Regions from separate parts of the Mus musculus genome. Here regions 2 and 3 are each linked to region 1. Evidence: chromatin contacts called from public HiChIP or PLAC-seq data. All regions are on one chromosome and are shown on one strand. The core of a region is the stretch at or near the end of the contact, and the rest is flanking DNA. Distances in the headings are between cores, read along the strand shown.

Region 1 (2,880 bases), core at 143-2,642:
TTCGGTTGCTGTAGCGTTACTCCTGGGTCATTCATTACCGGGAAGCCTCTAGGGAGTCATTCTAGTCTTTGGCTTAAACGGCTCCTCCGGAAAATAAACAACCTATTCCTTGCGGGCAGCACGTTGATAAGTATTAAAACGTATTCTTCGATATTTATCCTTGAAGGACAGGCATTCAGCGGGCTCTCCCAGCAGCGGAGAGTTCGTTCCCGCCGCCTTATAACTTCCCGGGAACTGGGCGTGTGGATACCCGTGGCTAGTCAGGCGCGCGGCTCAGAATCCCCGGACTGCTCCCCAGGGATTCGCACCGAACTCAGCTTGTGGCCAGCCAGCGAGGACGAGGGCCAGCACCAGGAATGTGCAAACGTGCCGGTGGATTCCCGCAGCGGTGCACACTCTATCCCCCGTGTGCGTGTGCACCGCCCCGCCCGCCCTCGCGGCCACCCCACGGTCATTCTCCAGAGAGCTGTCTTCGGGCTGGGCATGTACCTTCTTCCCACACCCCCTCTAGTTATGGAGGCAGGGATGGATCACCAAGGGTAAAAGAAAAATAAATAATTAAAACAGAAATCAGGCAAAAGAAGAAAAGAAAAGAAAAGCCCGCGCTCGCCACTGCTGCCTGGCGCGGGGCCAGGCGAGGCGCAGGGATATTGCTAGCGCCTCGCTGTGATGGGTGGTGCTGGATCCGGTGCCCTAGAGTGGGTTTAACGATGGCGGGCTCCCATGCATAAACTACAAAGAAGCCCCCAGTCCTTGACTGGGGTACTCACAGTTCGAAGCAATGTCCCCAAACGAGTTAATTTAGTAACCAAGCATTTTGTGGGTAGACATTAGATGGGTAGACGTTCAACCATCTGCCCGTCTATAGGAGCTGTCGCCCCAAGTCCCTTGGTCTGAATCCCTCCGCTTTAGGGGGAATTCACCTCCGCACTCCCTTTGCAGCCTGGTCTATCCTCCCCACACCTCCCCTTCTGACCCTCTAGCTTTGATTGACACATGCCATTTTATGCCGGCATTTAAATTGTCCGCGCGCATCTCTGCCAGAGTCCCTTGCTTTGGTAACCCCTACATGACTACCGGCCCCGGGGCAACTTTCCCCTCTTCTTGGTGATTTCTTTCCACGATCAGCAGGAGGGAAAACACCTTAAAGGAAAAAAAGAATGTTAGCGTCACTGGAAACCCCGCTCCTTGGAGAGGCTACCGCAGCTGTTGCTATTATGTTTTCGTATTTGCTGATGCAAACAGGGGAACCTCTCTTATTCCCTGCCCATTACCTGCGGCTGGGGACTGGGAACTTTCCGCGGCAGAGTCCCCTGCAAGCGCCTCGGGACCTGCGGGCTGTTCTTGCTCTCACACTCACACTCACTCCCGCAGCCAAAGCGAGCGTTCTGCCCCGCCCCTCCTGGCTGCCGCGTGACGTAACTACTTGACGGCCACTTTAGCCAACGAACAGTCGCTCGGTGGGTGGTGCTCCTCGGCGATTGGTTGGCAGAATGAGGGCGCTGCGCAAAAACAGAGAAGCGGAGCGCTCGGAGCTCAGAAACTGCCAGCCGAGATCACAAGCATTGGGGCTGAAGCAGGAGGCAGGATGGACTGAGAGGAGAAGAGGCAGGTTAGAGGGAGAGAGGCTTGCAAAGGAAACAGCAGAAAAGAAATAGCTGGTTGTGTTCACGCAAAGCCAGAGCCAGTGAAGTTGAGAATAGACACAAGACTATGAAAGCCAAGAGATGCAAAGAGAGACAGAGGGAAGAAAATGACAAGAGGAACGTCCATCCGGAGAAATGAAGAGAATGAAAGTTTTATGCTGCAGAACGGCTCCGTGTTTTTCCAGCAAAAATTTTTCTCGCTGTCTTTAACCCCGCTCGCGTTTGCCAGCCGTTGATATCAAGAGGCATGTTCAGTGGTGCCGGCAGCATCTCCTCTACCTTCTTTTCCTCTTCATCTTCCTCCTTCTCCTCTTCTTCCTCCTCCACATTCTCCTCCCATCAGCAGGAAGACAAACCTAGGACAGTCTTGAAATATCGAAATTTCCTCCTTGGGATTTGCCAGCGCCGCGTTGCGCCAACACTGTCGGAATAAAGGAGGCTGACTATTGTATGATCGTTATTTTATTAATTGGTCAGTGGGAAGATTACGGCTGAGCATAGGGGACATCTGTCACCCTTTCTGCGCTAAGATTGAAAAATGAGGCTCGATTTGGAGACGCTCTAAAATGAAGCAAAAGGAATCAAAATTTTAATACAGCCACAGGAGCCCCCCCCCCACGCAGCACACTTTTATTTATATTTTTTAGATTATTATTATTCTTTTTGTGGTGGTGGTTGGGGGGCGGTGATCGGGGTGGCTGGCTGGCTACAGGGGAGCTGCTTCCTTTTCCTTTTGGAAATGATTGTGCTGTTATTCTTTGCCTTGCTCTGGATGGTGGACGGAGTCTTTTCCCAGCTTCATTATACTGTGCAGGAAGAGCAGGAACATGGCACTTTCGTGGGGAATATCGCTGAAGACCTGGGCTTGGACATTACAAAACTTTCAGCTCGCAGGTTTCAGACGGTGGCCAACTCACGGACCCCTTACTTGGACCTCAATCTGGAGACCGGGGTTCTGTACGTAAACGAGAAGATAGATCGCGAGCAAATCTGTAAGCAGAGCCCCTCTTGTGTCCTGCACCTGGAGGTCTTTCTGGAGAACCCGCTGGAGCTGTTCCGAGTGGAGATCGAAGTGCTGGACATCAATGACAACCCTCCCTCCTTCCCAGAGCCCGACCTGACAGTGGAGATCTCAGAGAGCGCCACGCCAGGCACCCGCTTTCCCTTGGAGAGCGCCTTCGACCCAGACGTGGGGACCAACTCCTTGCGAGACTACGAGATAACCCCAAATAGC
Region 2 (2,880 bases), core at 276-2,775, 2.3 Mb after region 1:
CTTCTGGCCAATATGAATGGTATGTCTCTAGACCATTTTTTAAAAATTACTCTGCTATGCATTGTGCTGTAAAAATGCAGATCTGTAAAGTACTGATAAGATACTAGTCCTTTCTTTATGTTTTCCAAAAAATGATTATCATATGGCTCCAAGAACTTATCATGATATATTTTCATGTCAACATTAAACGTGCATAGAGTTTTAATTATGAAAAGGGGAGAAAATTGAATATGTGTAAATCTTAAAAGCCATGTACTTCAGGGAAAATACATTGTACGAAATATCTGTAATCCTATACATGAATTTTTTGACCACAATTTTGAGTCTTACAAGTCACACATAGTGAAATCTTATCTTTAAAAGTAAGTACATGAAAATAGAGTGGAAAATTACTTATGTGTATAATTCACAAAAGTATTATATATGATAAAATTGTAAAGAAGACTATGGGATTTTAAATATTGATGCTTTTACCCATGTGAGATATTTTCTTAATTATGTCCTCCTGGCTCTTAAGAAAATTACATCCTTATATACAGCATACACTTTAATTTGATGTGGCAATGATACTTATAAAATATTATTTCAGAATCCAGTATTTGATCAAATATAAATATAAAATTGTAATGATATACTGTAACATTAAATTTTACTCAACTGATAATTACATACATAGAAATGACAAATAAATAAAACATACTATTTCCCTACATCATAATGAACCTTTCATATTTCACTAAAAAAATGACTGAAATCTGTTAGAAGAGTAACAAGATATTAAGAGAAAACAATGTTTTTAATTTCTCATAAAATATGGAAAAACCACAGAAGAAAGGATTCTTTATCCAATACAACATTCAAAACTGATTTTTTTTCTCAAGTAAAATCATTCCCATTATTAGTACTAGTACCACAGAGAGTAAAATTTAGAGTTTCTGGAAAGCTTTATAAGATACAGTCTTTCTTATATATTAAATACTCAAAAATATACAATTACTTGAGTTTAGTTTGTGACACATTATTAAAATAAAAATATGTAGTCTGAGAAATAGCATGATTAAATTTTAAGTGTAAGTGAAATTGAATGTTAATTACAACATTAATAGCCCAGTATCAGGAGACCATACATATGAAATAAGTTTGGTGTTGTGATAACATATTTGAAATAAATACATTTGAATATTCTAAAATGTCCACAGAAAAATATGAGTGTTTGATCTTTCCTGTTAGAGCAATTAATTTCCAACTTCAAATGAACAATATGACTAAATGTGAGGGATAAAAAAACAGCCATACTAAAATTATTGTCTGATAACTGCACAACTAAGAATAGTACTCTACCTGCCACTGTTTTCTTTTGTTGTGTTTTTGTTTTTAATCATGCAGGACTAGGAAGTTTGAGAAGTAGGCCACCTTCTAAGCACAAGGAGAATCGTATGTAGAAGAGCTGTAACTGGCACAGCCTCCCATTCAAGAGCGCTGCTCCAAGACTCCATTTGAAATTATCAGGGGCACATTATCTGGGTGCACAACAAGAAGCAATTACTGGTTTAATTAGCCAGCATTCACCACATCGCCCTCTTTCTCTTTGTTCTACTGCCAGGCAATTTTCTGCAATCATTAAGCAGGGGACTGTAATTCCACAATGACCCAATCCACAGTTCCTTCTTATCACATTGGAATATGTTAAAGTTATTTATGACTGTCCTCAATAAGAAGTAAGTCCACTGGGCGTAAAACACTTCAGAGTTAGCAATTCAATACACATTGGTGTAATCTAAATCTTGATTATGATATATATATATATATATATGCTGTGGATTAGATTAAATATATTGGATTGAAAGAGACGACATACAAGGGTTTTCACAATTTTTAAATATCAACAAGTCATTTATTTTTTGTGAGGATTCATAAATATCAGTGCAAATATAACCCCAAACTTAAAATTATTAATAGGAAAATACAGATTTAAATATGAAAATGTTAAGGGATTAAAAATGCAAGTTACTGCAAATTAAAGCAAGACAAATAGACACTATATGAAATATTTTTTATCAGTCAAACTGTTGCAGATGTGGAGAAAACAACTAAACAGAAATCTTTAAAAAATATTTTTCTCACTGGAAATATCTTACTCTGTGAATATAAAATAAAGATTACTTAAAAGGGATCAGACTTTGTAAGCTTTGAAGCTGTCATTAATATAAATGGCTCTGTCGGCAACATTGCTAGTAGAGTGTGTTCGAGCCCCTAAAGTGTGTGATATATAAGAAAACGCTTGAAGGAGGACTGGATCATGAATTGGACCACCTTTCTAGCCTTGCTATTGTTATCTATTAGGCTGTAAGGCCAGAATATGCTTCAAAAATGTGTATCACACAGAGAGAGAAACCTGTGTACAACTTCTATGTGGAAACTGCAGGGCAGCAGGGCTGACACATTCTCAACACACAACAATTAATCTTCAGTGGCAGTGGGCCTTTGGTAACCAACTCAAAACCCACTAAGTGTTTCTCCACTTCTTCCCCAAGCTAGAGAACTTGCTTTATGTATGCAAGCATGCATACATGCATGCATATGTATGTATGAGCTTGCTATGCATGTATGTATGTGTACATATATGTATACATGCATGTATATGTATGTATCTAAGTATGTGTATGTACGCATGCATGCATGTTGTAAGATAGCAGCAACAGCAATAGCAACAGAAGTACATATCATCAAAAAATGCTAGTGTGTAGTTAACAGTCCTCTCTTGTCTTTCTATAGCTAGGTCAAACATAGGAAAGTGAATTTGGTGGATTCCATTTTCTGTCAAGATGAGAATCAACATTAACTATCACTGCATGTGCTATGTTTATTTGCATATTTATT
Region 3 (2,880 bases), core at 274-2,773, 2.1 Mb after region 1:
TAATTTCTAACATTTCAGATAAAGTGGAACTTTAAAGAGTTAATTTACCCTGTCTTAGAGGAGGAATTCCTAGTTTTGTACCTCATGAAATATTATTTCAGCCTTCCTGGAAATCCCACACGTTTTGTAAACATTGAGACCTAGTGATGTTTAAACAAGCCACTTACTTTCCTGATACAGTTGGCAAACACAAACTCCTTAAATGACTGTGAAGCTTATTAAAGACAGACTACCTGTGGAGTGCCTCAAAATGTTTGAAATACTACCAAGTGTTTGAAATGAAAAGTGGTTTTATTTTCTAACCTCAAAATATTTAGAAATGAGAAAAAAGGGTTAATATGGTGAAATATTTCAACGTTGTTAAAATAATACTTGGCTGAAGAAAAAAAATCTCTGAAAAACCAAATATGGAGAGTAGACTGGTAACAAGATAAGAAAAATAAACAACATGGCATCGCAAGTGAAAATTATGTTAATGTGAAATATATATGAAATTTCTAATGTAAAAATTGAAATCTAATAGGAGAAATAATTTATGCATCAGATATATACTCATAGATTGATTTCCTGACTGCTTAACCTACAGTTCTTGTGCCCTTAGAGGCACTTCTGGGTCTGCCTAGTTGTAAACAGATGAAATAGAAATATTTGTACTCTCACTGGTTAAAATAAGAAAATGCTATATGTATATTATTCCTTTAACATAAATTTATTTTATTCCTAAATGAATTATAAAGAACTAAAAGTAATAACTCTATTAACCTCCAAATTGTTTACCTTAAATATTTTATGTTTATGGTTCTTTAGATGGTAGATAATACTGTTTACACCCTCAGTAAGGTTTTCTTTAGTTCCTCAACCATTGCTTTCCTTTGTCAGTTCCTAATTTGTAGAATTATTACTCTATTATATATTTCTCTTGACATTTTGGATTGAATTGTCCCATCTTTTTAAACTTTCAATTATTTTGCACCTGATTCTAGTTTCACTATGTCGTAGAAGTTTCAAAAAAATTTTTTTATGTAATATATTCTAGTACTTCAGCCAATTAACATTACTGAGTTCTGCAAGGATATCCGGAGCATTTAAATTCAGCTTCAATAGGAATAGGGCCACAGCTCTATTAACAAGGCAGCCTCTGTGATGCCATTACTAGTATGTAATTCATATTTGTAACATCTCCTATTAATCAAAAATTCCTATCTCTGATAAGTTTCTTTAGACATTATTTTAAACATACCAACTTAAACTTCATATATCCTACAAACTTCATATGTCTTATATTTTTGTTCTGTTTTGCTTATGTTTTTGTATTTTTAAATAAAGAAAATTATATACTGAAGAAACTTTCTGGTTGTTTTTTTATCATGGAAATAGACACAGTATCTGGATAGTACACATCATCAAATATTTTAATAGAGTATGTTTTTAAATGTGGAAAATGCTGAATACATTAGCAGTGTTTCAAAGCAATTATCTGAAGAATTATAGCAACCAAAGCAATCCATTATGTAATCATCCTGCAATTCAGAGCTGATTTGTATGGAGAGATGACATCAGATCCCAGCTGAGGAAATGAAGACAGAGAAGAAGGTATGGACTGATAAAGCACCAACATATTACAGTGTAATTTTCTTAAATAATGAGACTTTCATCAACCTCATTAAAATTATAATCGTTTTGTTAGTATTGAACAGTATTGCCTGTATCCATGACAAGGACCAGAGAGAGGGCAAATTATGGTACCTTTCATAATAATTAGTCAGGGAAAAATCTAAACTGGCATATATGCTGCAATGCACAGTGGAATTGATAGATAACATCCTCTAAAAAAAAAATCAATTATTGCCAAGACAACAAGGGAATGAGGGAGACACTCATGTGGCCCATCCATGATCATTGAAGAAGTAATCTTAAATTCAGTGAACATCAAAAGATTGGAGCATATTTATTTATATTAACTAAAAATGTCTATCATTACAATATCTTTTACTTATTCTACTTGACTTATTAATATAAGTATTCTGGTTTATTGTAAATATATTTAAAATAATTGGACAAAGAAACATAATTAGACAATAGTTACTTGTGGTTTCTATAATCAAATTTGTCTAAAAATTTCAAACTGACAAATTTCAAGGATGTTAAAAATTGTAAGCATAAATTATACAGTGTTAGATTATCTATTTGGACTATTTGTCTAGTCATTCTATAGTTCATCATAAGCTTTAGTATTTTTTTTCCTCACTATCACCATTGTTACATTGAACTGAATATTATTCACAACTAGGTCATGGCTACTTACACACAAGCCTAAATGTCAAGTATGCATTTTAAATATAGTTAAAATTTCTGTCATATATTTTCTTAATTTAACAAACTATGCCTTTCTAGGCAGTTTTAAATGGACAGTGGGAAGCAATATGAAATACCATATCAGGTCCATCTGAGTCATAATCATAAAAATATAAACTCTCATTTCGTTTCAAATAACAGAAACTAATGCATAAAAATGAAGATAATTCAAAACATCTAATATTTTCTTCTTAAACATTCATTATCATTAACTATTCCTCTTTACATTAAAATTAATTCAATCGAATGCCAATATGATGTTTTCAATATTTTATTACTCTTTCCCTCCCCCTGATTGCTTCTTCCTTTGAAGATAAAAGAGGCATTTTAATTTGGATGCAATGGGAATAAATTTGGAATTAGCATATGATGTTATTCAATAAAAGCAGCTTTAATTATAACCTTTTCCTGTTTATCTCACAGATTCAGGGGGAAAACATCACAGGCAAAATAAGTGTTCTTTTAAATATTACATTTAATTATATAATGCCTAAGACTTCATTTTGATGTGAGAATGCCTCTTAT

Evidence for each region. HiChIP or PLAC-seq counts read pairs in DNA pulled down with a chosen protein or histone mark.
Region 2: a contact with region 1 is called in an H3K4me3 HiChIP or PLAC-seq map of embryonic basal ganglia, with 19 times the contacts expected there. The contact joins the enhancer-like site here to the promoter of 2610316D01Rik in region 1. A contact is called at or near these places in 7 of 39 promoter capture datasets (cranial neural crest, frontonasal cranial neural crest, hippocampal neurons and 4 more) and 5 of 115 datasets of contacts at active chromatin or transcription factors (astrocytes, embryonic basal ganglia, embryonic forebrain and 2 more).
Region 3: an H3K4me3 HiChIP or PLAC-seq map of embryonic basal ganglia shows a contact between it and region 1, with 20 times the contacts expected there. The contact joins the enhancer-like site here to the promoter of 2610316D01Rik in region 1. A contact is called at or near these places in 3 of 39 promoter capture datasets (cranial neural crest, liver and maxillary cranial neural crest), 3 of 115 datasets of contacts at active chromatin or transcription factors (astrocytes, embryonic basal ganglia and embryonic forebrain) and 1 of 9 other capture datasets (adipose tissue).

What each region holds. Positions count from the first base shown.
Region 1 is chr3:45,376,868-45,379,747 of GRCm38.p6, forward strand. It overlaps 2610316D01Rik (RIKEN cDNA 2610316D01 gene), which reads right to left and starts at 1,393. Exons shown (of 9, transcript NR_045172.1): 1 at 1,275-1,393. It overlaps Pcdh10 (protocadherin 10), which reads left to right and starts at 1,531. Exons shown (of 5, transcript NM_001098172.1): 1 at 1,531-2,880. The coding sequence starts at 2,386.
Region 2 is chr3:47,667,501-47,670,380 of GRCm38.p6, forward strand. No RefSeq gene overlaps it. Among named protein-coding and RNA genes, the nearest start is that of Gm23891, 470 kb to the left of the region's middle. Within about 2 kb of position 1,526, at least 9 of the 459 cell types and tissues checked have an H3K27ac peak or open chromatin away from gene starts, as enhancers often do. A contact at or near this core is called in embryonic basal ganglia, where this site is marked.
Region 3 is chr3:47,469,903-47,472,782 of GRCm38.p6, forward strand. No RefSeq gene overlaps it. Among named protein-coding and RNA genes, the nearest start is that of Gm23891, 270 kb to the left of the region's middle. Within about 2 kb of position 1,524, at least 4 of the 459 cell types and tissues checked have an H3K27ac peak or open chromatin away from gene starts, as enhancers often do. A contact at or near this core is called in embryonic basal ganglia, where this site is marked.